Linked DNA regions of Mus musculus: regions 2 and 3 are each linked to region 1. The links are chromatin contacts, called in public HiChIP or PLAC-seq and promoter capture Hi-C maps. All regions are on one chromosome and are shown on one strand. The core of a region is the stretch at or near the end of the contact, and the rest is flanking DNA. Distances in the headings are between cores, read along the strand shown. Region 1 holds the start of Zfp526 (zinc finger protein 526). Region 2 holds the start of Smg9 (smg-9 homolog, nonsense mediated mRNA decay factor (C. elegans)). Region 3 holds the start of Ethe1 (ethylmalonic encephalopathy 1).

Region 1 (3,184 bases), core at 364-2,863:
GGGCGACGGCCGCAGCCACTTGTTTTGGATCTTTCTGGCACCTTCTCTATTATTACGCCTGCGTCACCTCGCTCCTCCTCTTTCGCCCAACTCGCGCAGGTGCGACCGCCACGCCCCTACAGCGCAAGCGCAGAATCAGACCTCAAGCTCCACCCCTTCCAGGACTCCAGATCCGCCCCTAACCCAAGCGTCCGGACTCTCCCTTGCTGCGCTTGCGCAAGAGCAAAACCTCGCTGTGTCTTGCTCTTGATGGTGGTTTCAGGCTCGGTGTGTGTCCCCTGAATCCTATGACACGACCTGGTGGAATTACTCATCCCACAGACTACCTCTTCCTCCTGATCACGTCCTAGACACCCACATGACCAGTGCCAACAGCTGTCAGCGCAAAGTAAACCAGTCACGAGGGTCCCGACTCCCTGGAGCGCTCAAGGCTCATAATCAGGACTTGTAATACAGTATGCCCCATTCTGGTGGCAACCAGAAACCTACAACTCAACTCTGCTGTCTCAGATCCTACATGGAAATTCTTGCTCATACAGCTCCCCAGCCCCAATTTATAAATTCTCCAGTCGCAAGCAGCAGAATGATACCTCTTCCCAAATCTCAATAGACCTTGCCACCCCCTGTGTGCAGCACATTCCGAAGACGTCCATCAGCACCTCCTATCATAGACACCACACCCACGGTTAGAACAGCCTTTGTACAATCGCTTCTGAGCCCTCTTGAGTCTTGGAGCCACCCAGATGCCCCTCCTAACCTGCACCTATGAGAGCAATCCTGTCACAGAAGTGGAGGCTAGGGTGTCTTCATGTCCCCTACACGAGGCCTTGAGCGTGACGGTCGCTCCTCCTCCCCCACTTAGGTGACTCAAGGTCAGGGCCAGCACGTGCCTAAGACAGGTCTCTTCTAGGACTGGTTTCCACCCCCGGAATTGTCTCCCTAAGGGGCGGGAGGCTCTGGCTCAATGCTGGCTGTTTGTTTCCCTTTTCTGGGCCTTAGCTTTTCCACCTGTGAAACGGATGGCAGTGGAGTCCACGGTATGGGCTCTCTGTGTGAATATCATTGAATCAGACAAAGAATGGGAGGAAGGGGAAAGCTATTTATAAACGGTAAAGCTTCTATGATGGGTGGGCTATAGTGAGTACTACGGTGTATCAGGCCCCGAGCCGAACATTTTTATGTGTATGACAAAATTCAATGCCTTCAACAACCTTTCAGGAGATGCGATTCCAGTCCACTTTGCACGTAAGCAAAAACTGAGGCGGCGCAGGAAAAGTACAAGTGTGTCTGGCTTTTTAGTTACGCTGTCAGAAACGCTCAGTCTCTTCTGCTACGAGATAACACCTGTCAAAGTCTCGCACCGCCACGTTCATTTGTGCGACCTCGCTCTATAAGGATGCACACTTTTCTCCGCTGAATTTTCAAACAGCAGGAAAGGAGCGGCCCCGGAGAACTGCGCAGGCGCCTCTCCTGGTCCCGGACACCGCCTCCAGGGCACTGGTGTCTGCGTGGAGAAACTCGCGGAGCCCCGCCTGACTCCCAACACGCAGGCGCGAGGGCGCGTGCCCTGCGCTACCAGCTCTGATTGGCTGCCTCTCCTGAGAGCACCGCCCAATGGGAGGCGTGGATAGTGAAGGGTCCTACACTACTGGAGTGGAGGGTCTGTGTCAAGAGCGGCAGGGGCTGCTTGGAGGTAAGAGAGATGGGTGAGGGCGCCGCAGGGCGGGCGGGGAAGAGAGCGCTGGGTGTAAGGAGAGAGTGGAGGAAGAGGGAAGGGTACGCTCAGGGTCGGAGAGCCTTGGGGCCTGCGCTTGGGGCTGGAGCAGCGCGGGATGATCGACAGCTCCTTCCTGTGTGCCCTAGAGGCGTCGTTGGATCCCCTGCTTGTGCTGGCCTCAGCTTGAGCTCGCTTGCACACCCCACCCCTGCAGGGGGCTCTCACGCTGCAGAGAAGAGGAATCTGGTAGGAGGGAAAAAAGCAGTGTAGCGGGAAAGTTGAACTTTCAGGCCCCTGGTGTAGGTGCTTAGATCTCCTTTCCGTATACAGAGGTATTAGCTGAATTCCACCTACCCCCTGACACGGTGTAGGACTGGGAGGGAAAAGAATGCAGGCGGAAAAGTGTCCATTTCGGGATACCTGTGCTACTTTCTAGAAGGACAGTGTTATTAGGATTGTGTGCAAGTTAAGTGAGTTTTGGAAGGATTGAGTTGGATGAAATTCAGAGAGCACATAGGATTGGGTCCTGTGCACCATGTTTTTCTGTGTATGAGCTCATCCATACTTTGTAAAGTTTGGGCATCCGCTCCTTACCTGCTACAAGCCATGTAGCATGCTCTGATCCAAGCCAGGGGAGTTCTGTCTTGGCAGTGAGGCTGTAACTAAGGCAGAATGCTAACCTCCCCCACCCCCAGCCCATTTGATTGTTTCTAAGAAAATCCTTTATGGACTGGTTCGGACTTAATGAGGAGCCAGGCAGGTGTAGTGGCACCCGCTTTCAATGTCAGCACTGGGGAGGGAGAAGCTGGTAGATTTCTGTGAGTTTGAGGCCAGTCTGCCCTACATAGTGAGTTCCAGATAGGCCAGGGTTACAAGATGAGATGCTTCAAAACAGAGCGCACTTAATGGGGTATTTGGAATTGGTAGATAAGGAAAGTTTGGTTCCTGAGCATTTAGCAAGTCATTTATCTGCAAATGGTTTATTGGTCATCAACTAATAACAGGGCCTTGTACTGGGCTATGTATCATGGAAATGCATAAAATGGGTAGACATGTAGTGTGCACAGAGATGGTTAAGGTCCCAGGACATCGTCTATAGGGAGCCTTAACTCGTCACTGAATGAGTCTGTGTATTTACTGTGTGCTGGGCACCTTTCTTGGCACTGGAAACACCTCGGTGGTGAAGAGGCTAAGATCCCTGCCCTCTGGGAGCAGTACATGAGCAGCCTGTATGCCAGGGCTACCAGCTAAAGTCTCCATGCTCCTGGCATGAGCACAAGTAAAGAGGTAAGGAAAGTGGCCGATGGCACTTGGGAGGCAGAAGAAACAAGGCTGAGAACCAGACGTCCCCGTGTACATACTGAGTGAGGTCAAGGCCAGCCTTTGTACATAGACTGTCTCTACAAAACAGAACCAGCAAGGCAGTGGCGGCGCACAACTCTAACCCCAGCACTTGGGAGGCAGAGG
Region 2 (3,184 bases), core at 412-2,911, 820 kb before region 1:
AGGGCACACATCCCGCTTATAACTCAGTGAATCTGGTGGCATTGAGCACTCTTCATAAACAGCCCTCCAACCAATCACTGCCCTGATGGTTACCTTGAATATGAAAAACTCGTGCTTTCTGTCTCCAGGCTTCAACAATAAAAAAATTCTTCACGGGCTGGAGAGAAGGCTCAGCGGTTAAGAGCACTGGCTGCTCTTCCAGAGGTCCTGAGTTCGATTCCCAGCAACCACATGGTGGCTCACAACCATCTGTAATGGGATCTGATGCCCTCTTCTGGTGTGTCTGATGACAGCTACAGTGTACTCACTATATATATATCCATCCTTTATAAGCTGGCCATGTGGCCCAGGCAGCAGTGTGCTTACCTAGCATGCATAACATGCATGGGGCTCTAGGTTTAATCCCGTGGAGTGTGCCTCTATCAGCACTCCAAGGAACATTTTTTTTTTTTTCAAATTTGAAAGAAAAGCCGAAGGGAAGGCAAACTTTAAGTCTTGGCAGCTAGGTGCCCATAGGAGAACAGAGAAGAGCTTGGCGGGGGCATGGAGGGAGGCGATGCTGTTTGAGTTAGGCTGACATGGAGATCAGCTCTGGGGACAAGCACGCATGTGTGCTTGTGTCTTGAAATGCAGATCAGTGGTAGAGCACATCCTACATAGCAAGGCCCTCTCTCTTTTCTCAGTACAGAAGAGAATGGGAGAGAATAACGAAAAGCCGAGGGGGTGGGGAGAGCCCAGCAGTCCTGAGGCCAAGGCAGGTGGGTTTCTTTGAGTTCTAGACCAGCCTGGTCTACACAGTAAGACCCCACCTCAAAACAAGAGAGCTGCCTTTAATCCCAGCACTTGGGAGGCAGAGGCAGGCGGATTTCTGAGTTTGAGACCAGCCTGGTCTACAGAGTGAGTTCCAGGACAGCCAGGGCTATACAGAGAAACCCTGTCTCAAAACAAACAAACAAACAAACAAACAAACAAACAAATAACCAAGAGAGCTGATTGTGGCGGCACACACAGGTAGGTTATGCTGAAGAGGCAGACACAGGAGGGTAAGTTTGAGGTCAGGCTGATGGACTCACGGTTTTTTTTCTTTAAGAAAGGAAAAGCAATAGGGGAGGTGGAACTTCTGCCTCTCAGCTGTCTTTCCATTGGGTGACTGCACCCTCTGCCCAGTGGCCTTCCAGCTGCTTCAGGCTGTGCCCCTAGTCCTTTGAATGTTTGCCCCTTCTGTAGCCCTGCGATCCGCCCACTTCTGCCGCCCACCTCGTGCCACAGGTCCAAGCCTAGACCTTTCTCTACAGATGTTCTGTCTTGGAGGAGCTGGGCTCTTCCTTAAAGTCCTTCAAGATCGCTTCTTGCAGCCAGCTGAATCAGTCTTGTGCTTGCTCAGATAAGGACGTTAATTCCTCCCTTCCGCCGTACCCTACCCCGATCGGTCTGACAACACTACAGAAGACCCGGGATTCGAACTCGAAATCTCCAGAGCTGCCCACCCAGCCAAACAGCAGGCCCGCCCAGAGAAACAATGCGCACGCGCCTTCTCAGCAGCAACATACTCCCTCGCCCCTCCGTAATCCGCATGCGTGCTGAAGCCAGCCACCTCCATTCACGCATGCTCAGTCTAACGCGCACGTTGGGTTCGCTTGCGCGCCCAGCCCGCGGCGCATGCGCCGAGCTAGCAGCGCAGGCCGTGACTCGTTGGGCTGCGTACTGTGGCTTCCTCTTCTTCCTCCTCTGGGAGCTTCCGGGACGCCAAGGCCTGTTCCGGAATAGCCGGCACCCGTTTTCTCGGCCTCTCTCATTCTCTGGCTTGTGACCTTCCGGCACCATTTACACGGCAGGTGGCTGTGGAGGACCTTCCCCGCCCACGCTGCACTCCCGTCACTCAGAGCGCGCGCTGCGACCCAGGAACTAATCAGCAGCTGCCCTAGGTAAGGGGAAGGGGGGACGCCCCGAGCCTGGGAGAGGCAGGCGCGCCGACGGGGCGGGGTTGGGGGTGGGGCGTATTCAAGCCCCGCCCCCGCCCTGCCGTTAAAAGGTCGCTGGGCGGCTGGCCAATGGGAGTAGGAACGTGAAGGTCTCGGAATTGCGGCGCCGTTAGCTGGAGGTACAAATAAATTAATAGAAACTATAGCCACTGTAAAGTGTCCCTGTAGTGCTGGTACGAGCCTTCTAACAGTATCGGGAGGAAATTTCTGGACACAGTCCCAAAGAAGCCGACATACACCTAGGGCCACCTTCCATGGAAATTGGATTTTGAGGTTCTTCATGCCTGAGTATTGGAAGGAGGCTCCATATAAGACTGCAAGTAGGGGCTGGAGAGATGGCTCAGAGGTTAAGAGCACTGACTGCTCTCCCATAGGTCCTGAGTTCAATTCTCAGCCACCACATGGTGGATCACAACCACCTGTAATGGGATCTGATGCACATTCTACTGGTGTGTATCTGAAGACAGCTACAGTGTACTCATATAAATAAATACATAAATAATATTTTTAAAAAGGGGGGCTAGAGAGATGGTTCAGCGGTTAAGAGCACTGACTGCTCTTCCAGAGATCATGAGTTCAAATCCCAGCAACCACATGGTGGCTCACAACCATCCGTAATGAGATCAGATGCCCTCTTCTGGTGTGTCTGAAGACAGCTACAGTGTACTTATATATTATAATAAATCTTAAAAAAAAAAAAAAAAAGACTGCAAGTAGACTAGGAAGCACTTAGAAAAATACGTGAATAGAACTGGACAAGGCGGCTCACACATGTAATTCCAGTAGTGTGGAGCCAGAAACAGGAGGGTCGCCATGAGTTTGAGACCAGCCTGAACTGCAGAGCAGGACCCTGTTTGAGAGGGAGAGGTGAGGAGGAGGAGGAAACAGTATTAAGTTGTGGAATGCACCATGCCTCAAGAGAAAAGGCATTAGAACAGTTAAGAATTGGGGGTCTCCTGGAAATTCTTGCAAAGCAACTTGTCAATTCTGGAAGATTCTCCAAAGAGGTGCTTCACATGTAGGTGGGAAGATAGCTCAGTGTGTGAAGTGCTTGTTTGCAAGCATGAAGACCCAGGTTTGATCCCCAGCAACCACATAAAAAGTGGAGCCTGGCGGCACGATCTTGTCATCCCAGTGCTGCGGAGGCAAGACTGGCAGATGTGCAGAGCTCCTTGCCCAGGCAAAAACAGTGTGGGGCTGTC
Region 3 (3,184 bases), core at 412-2,911, 630 kb before region 1:
AAACCAGGTTTCTCTGGAAGAGCAGCCAGCGCTCTTAAAACCACTGAGCCATCTCTCCAGCCCTCAGGTCATCTTCTTAATTAATGATTGATGTGGAAAGGTCCAGACCACTGTGAGTGGGACCACCCCTGGGAAGGCTGAGTAAGCCATGGGAAACAAGCCAGTAAGCAGCACCCTCCATGGCCTCTGCATCAGCTCCTGCCTCCAGCTTCCTGCTCAGTTCCTGTTCTGATTTCCTTCAAAGATGTGCAGTGATGTGGAAGAGTAAGCGGAATAAACCCCTCCCTTCTCAAGTTGCTTTGTTCATGTATGTGGGATGTGTGTATATGTGTGTATGTGAGTGTGTGGTGGGTATGTGGGTGTGTGTATATGTGTGTATGTATGTGTGGGGGTTATGTGTGTGTATGTGTGTGTATGTATGTGTTGTGTGTGTGTGTGTGTTGTGTGTGTATGTGTGAGGTGTGTGTGTGTATGTGTGTGTGCACAAGCAGTTCCAGGTCATTCTAAGGCACATTGGAGTTTGAATGCAGCCTAGGCTACAAAGATCCAGGCTAAAAACAACAATAACGGGGAGTGGGGAGGAGAGGGAGATGGACAGGGAGAGGGAGAGAGAGCTCCTGTAAACAACAAAAGGAGGAAAAAGAAGGAAAAAAAAACCAGAGAAAAATAACTATTTCTGACAAAGGTGCTTAAATAACCCTTGTGAGGGGCTAGCAGAAGGCTCTGTTGCTAAGCAACCATTGCAGCAAGTTCGGTTCCTGGAATCTAGGTAAAAGTAGAAGGTGGAACCTGACCCTACAAAGTTAAACTGCACATATATGTCCCTTCAAAAAAGAATATGCATGTGCATGCGCGCGCACACACAAATACACACACATACACACACACACACACACACACACACACACCGGAGAGCATATATTGTTCTTTGTAGAGGATCCAAATTCTGTTCCCAGAACCGACACGGGCACTACACAACCTCCTGTAATCCAGTTCCCGAGGATCCAGTGTCTTCGATCTACACCGTTACACGCACTCGTCTGCACACACCCGACACAGACATAATTTTAAATAATACAAATAAGAATCTTAAATATTTATTGTTGTTGCTGTCCTTAGAAGACTTAGGCAGGATAGCCACGATTTTGTGGCCAGCCTGGGCTATATAAGATCCTGTCTCAGTCAAGCATGGTGTGTGCAAGCGCCTTTAATCTCAGCACTACAGAGGCAGAAGTAGGCGGATCTCTGAGTTCGAGACCACCCTGGTCTACAGGACGATTTCCGAAGTAGCCATAGCTTTGTAGTGAGAACCTGTGTCAGATACTGGTCCAACAGGTCCTCAAAATATGAATGATCGTGAATTTAATTTTTTTCCCTTAGCAGGTGACTAGCCGAACACGTGTTTTCCTGGAAAACGTCCCGTGGCTCTAAGTGTCTAGGGAGCCCTACTTCTCTCTCTGTTTCTATAACAGTATCTCTAAATGCCTTGAGTCCCTGGGCCCTTTCCTGTCGGTTTCAGGGTCTCACTGCAACCCTTGCTCCTTCCTTCCTTCCTTCCTGGGTCGTGTGTACTGCGGTTCCTTTAAGGCAGGCCCCGCCCTGGCCCGCCCTCCCGGGTCAGCCCCGGTGCGTAAGGCTCTGGCGGGGCGGCTGCAGGGCTCAGTGCTGAGCGGGCTCTGGCGCGATGGCGAGCGCGGTCGTCAGGGTCGCCGGGCGGCGGCTGAGCCAGCAAAGCGCATCCGGAGCCCCGGTCCTCCTGCGGCAGGTACGGAGAGGCGAACGGACGAAAGGACCCAGAGCCCGGGGCAGCGGGAGGGGCAGGACTCTCTGTCCTTTAAAGAAGGTCTGGGGCGTCCTTCATGCCTGGCTGTTGGGAAACAAGGAGTCCCGACCCTTTAACAGGGAGTAGTTAGTGGGACCCTGAGCTTGGGGTCGGGATCTGGGGCCCATTACCAGAGAAGGCGGGGTCCTTAACTTGGTGCTTGTTTGAAGATGAAGTTTCTTGATTCTGCTGGAGGGATCTGGGGGGACCCTCTGATTCCTGATCCTTGGGCAAAGAGGGTTGGGGTTGTAGCTTCAGGATTCTAGGAAGAAGGGGAGGCCTGGATACTGTATCCCCCAGGCATGGGAGTTAGGTCCGGGAACTCTCTCCGTTGCTCCATCCCTCCCAGATGTTTGAACCCAAGAGCTGCACCTATACCTACCTTCTGGGTGACCGGGAGTCAAGAGAGGCAGTTCTGATCGACCCCGTTCTGGAGACAGCGCATCGGGATGCTCAGTTGATTAAGGAGCTGGGGCTCAAGCTGTTGTACGCTGGTAAGTCCAGGACCAAACTTGGGCATGAGAGAGGCGGGGCCCCGGAGAAAGCGCTCTAGGAAAACAGGAGCCTGGACGCCTGAGTCTGGGGGAGGAGGGCTGGAGGATAGACCCTGGATGAAGGAGCATAGACCCCAGGGTCTGAAAGAAGATGATTGAGTCAGGGTCTGAGAGTCTGAGGGAGAAAGACGGAGCCTGGAGCTCTGGGCCTGAAGGAGGAAGATTGGGGTCTGGATCCCTGAGTTTAGAGGAGGAAGAGTGGGCTTGGATTCCTGGGTCTAGGGGAAGAGGGCTGGAGTCTGGACTGTTGGATGAGGGAGGAGCGGTGGAGTCCGGACCTCAGGGTCTGAGGGAGGTCTAGGGTCTGCCTTCCTGGGTCTGAAGGCTGGATGCTGTGGGCTGAAACATTCCGTTTTCTATTCCCTCTTCTCTCCTAGTGAACACTCACTGCCATGCTGACCACATCACCGGCACGGGGGTTCTCCGGTCCCTGCTCCCGGGCTGCCAGTCTGTCATCTCCCGCCTCAGCGGAGCCCAGGCTGATTTGCATATCGGGGAAGGTGATTCCATCCGCTTTGGACGCTTTGTGAGTTGGGTCTTACAGAAGATGTTGTTGGCCACAGCTCCTTAGACTTTGAAGAGAAGAGGGTGCTCGGGGAATGGACTGCTGGGCCCAATGGAAGAAGGGTTGGTGGATTTAGGCTCAGACTCCTCAGCTCTGTTCTCTGTGGAAAGTACCATAAACCCAGGTGGAGCACTAGGGCAGGAGGCTGTAGGCAGGTGTGGCTCTGGCCAATCCCCCTAAGTCAACAGTGATGGCAGGTTCTTCCTTGGCCATTTCCATAAAATTTGCTCCGGGTTGGGCATT

The links. Promoter capture Hi-C pulls out the DNA fragments that hold promoters and counts their contacts. HiChIP or PLAC-seq counts read pairs in DNA pulled down with a chosen protein or histone mark.
Region 2: a contact with region 1 is called in a promoter capture Hi-C map of erythroid cells, with 4 times the contacts expected there. The contact joins the promoter of Smg9 here to the promoter of Zfp526 in region 1. A contact is called at or near these places in 2 of 39 promoter capture datasets (erythroid cells and fetal liver) and 1 of 115 datasets of contacts at active chromatin or transcription factors (microglia).
Region 3: an H3K4me3 HiChIP or PLAC-seq map of bone marrow-derived macrophages shows a contact between it and region 1, with 2.3 times the contacts expected there. The contact joins the promoter of Ethe1 here to the promoter of Zfp526 in region 1. A contact is called at or near these places in 3 of 39 promoter capture datasets (hippocampal neurons, liver and pre-B cells) and 1 of 115 datasets of contacts at active chromatin or transcription factors (bone marrow-derived macrophages).

What each region holds. Positions count from the first base shown.
Region 1 is chr7:25,219,812-25,222,995 of GRCm38.p6, forward strand. Zfp526 (zinc finger protein 526) reads left to right here and starts at 1,614. Exons shown (of 3, transcript NM_175436.5): 1 at 1,614-1,693. Dedd2 (death effector domain-containing DNA binding protein 2) reads right to left here and starts at 48. Exons shown (of 5, transcript NM_207677.3): 1 at 1-48.
Region 2 is chr7:24,397,967-24,401,150 of GRCm38.p6, forward strand. It overlaps Smg9 (smg-9 homolog, nonsense mediated mRNA decay factor (C. elegans)), which reads left to right and starts at 1,662. Exons shown (of 14, transcript NM_028047.2): 1 at 1,662-1,925.
Region 3 is chr7:24,592,247-24,595,430 of GRCm38.p6, forward strand. It overlaps Ethe1 (ethylmalonic encephalopathy 1), which reads left to right and starts at 1,662. Exons shown (of 7, transcript NM_001364014.1): 1 at 1,662-1,765; 2 at 2,172-2,316; 3 at 2,754-2,902. The coding sequence starts at 1,685.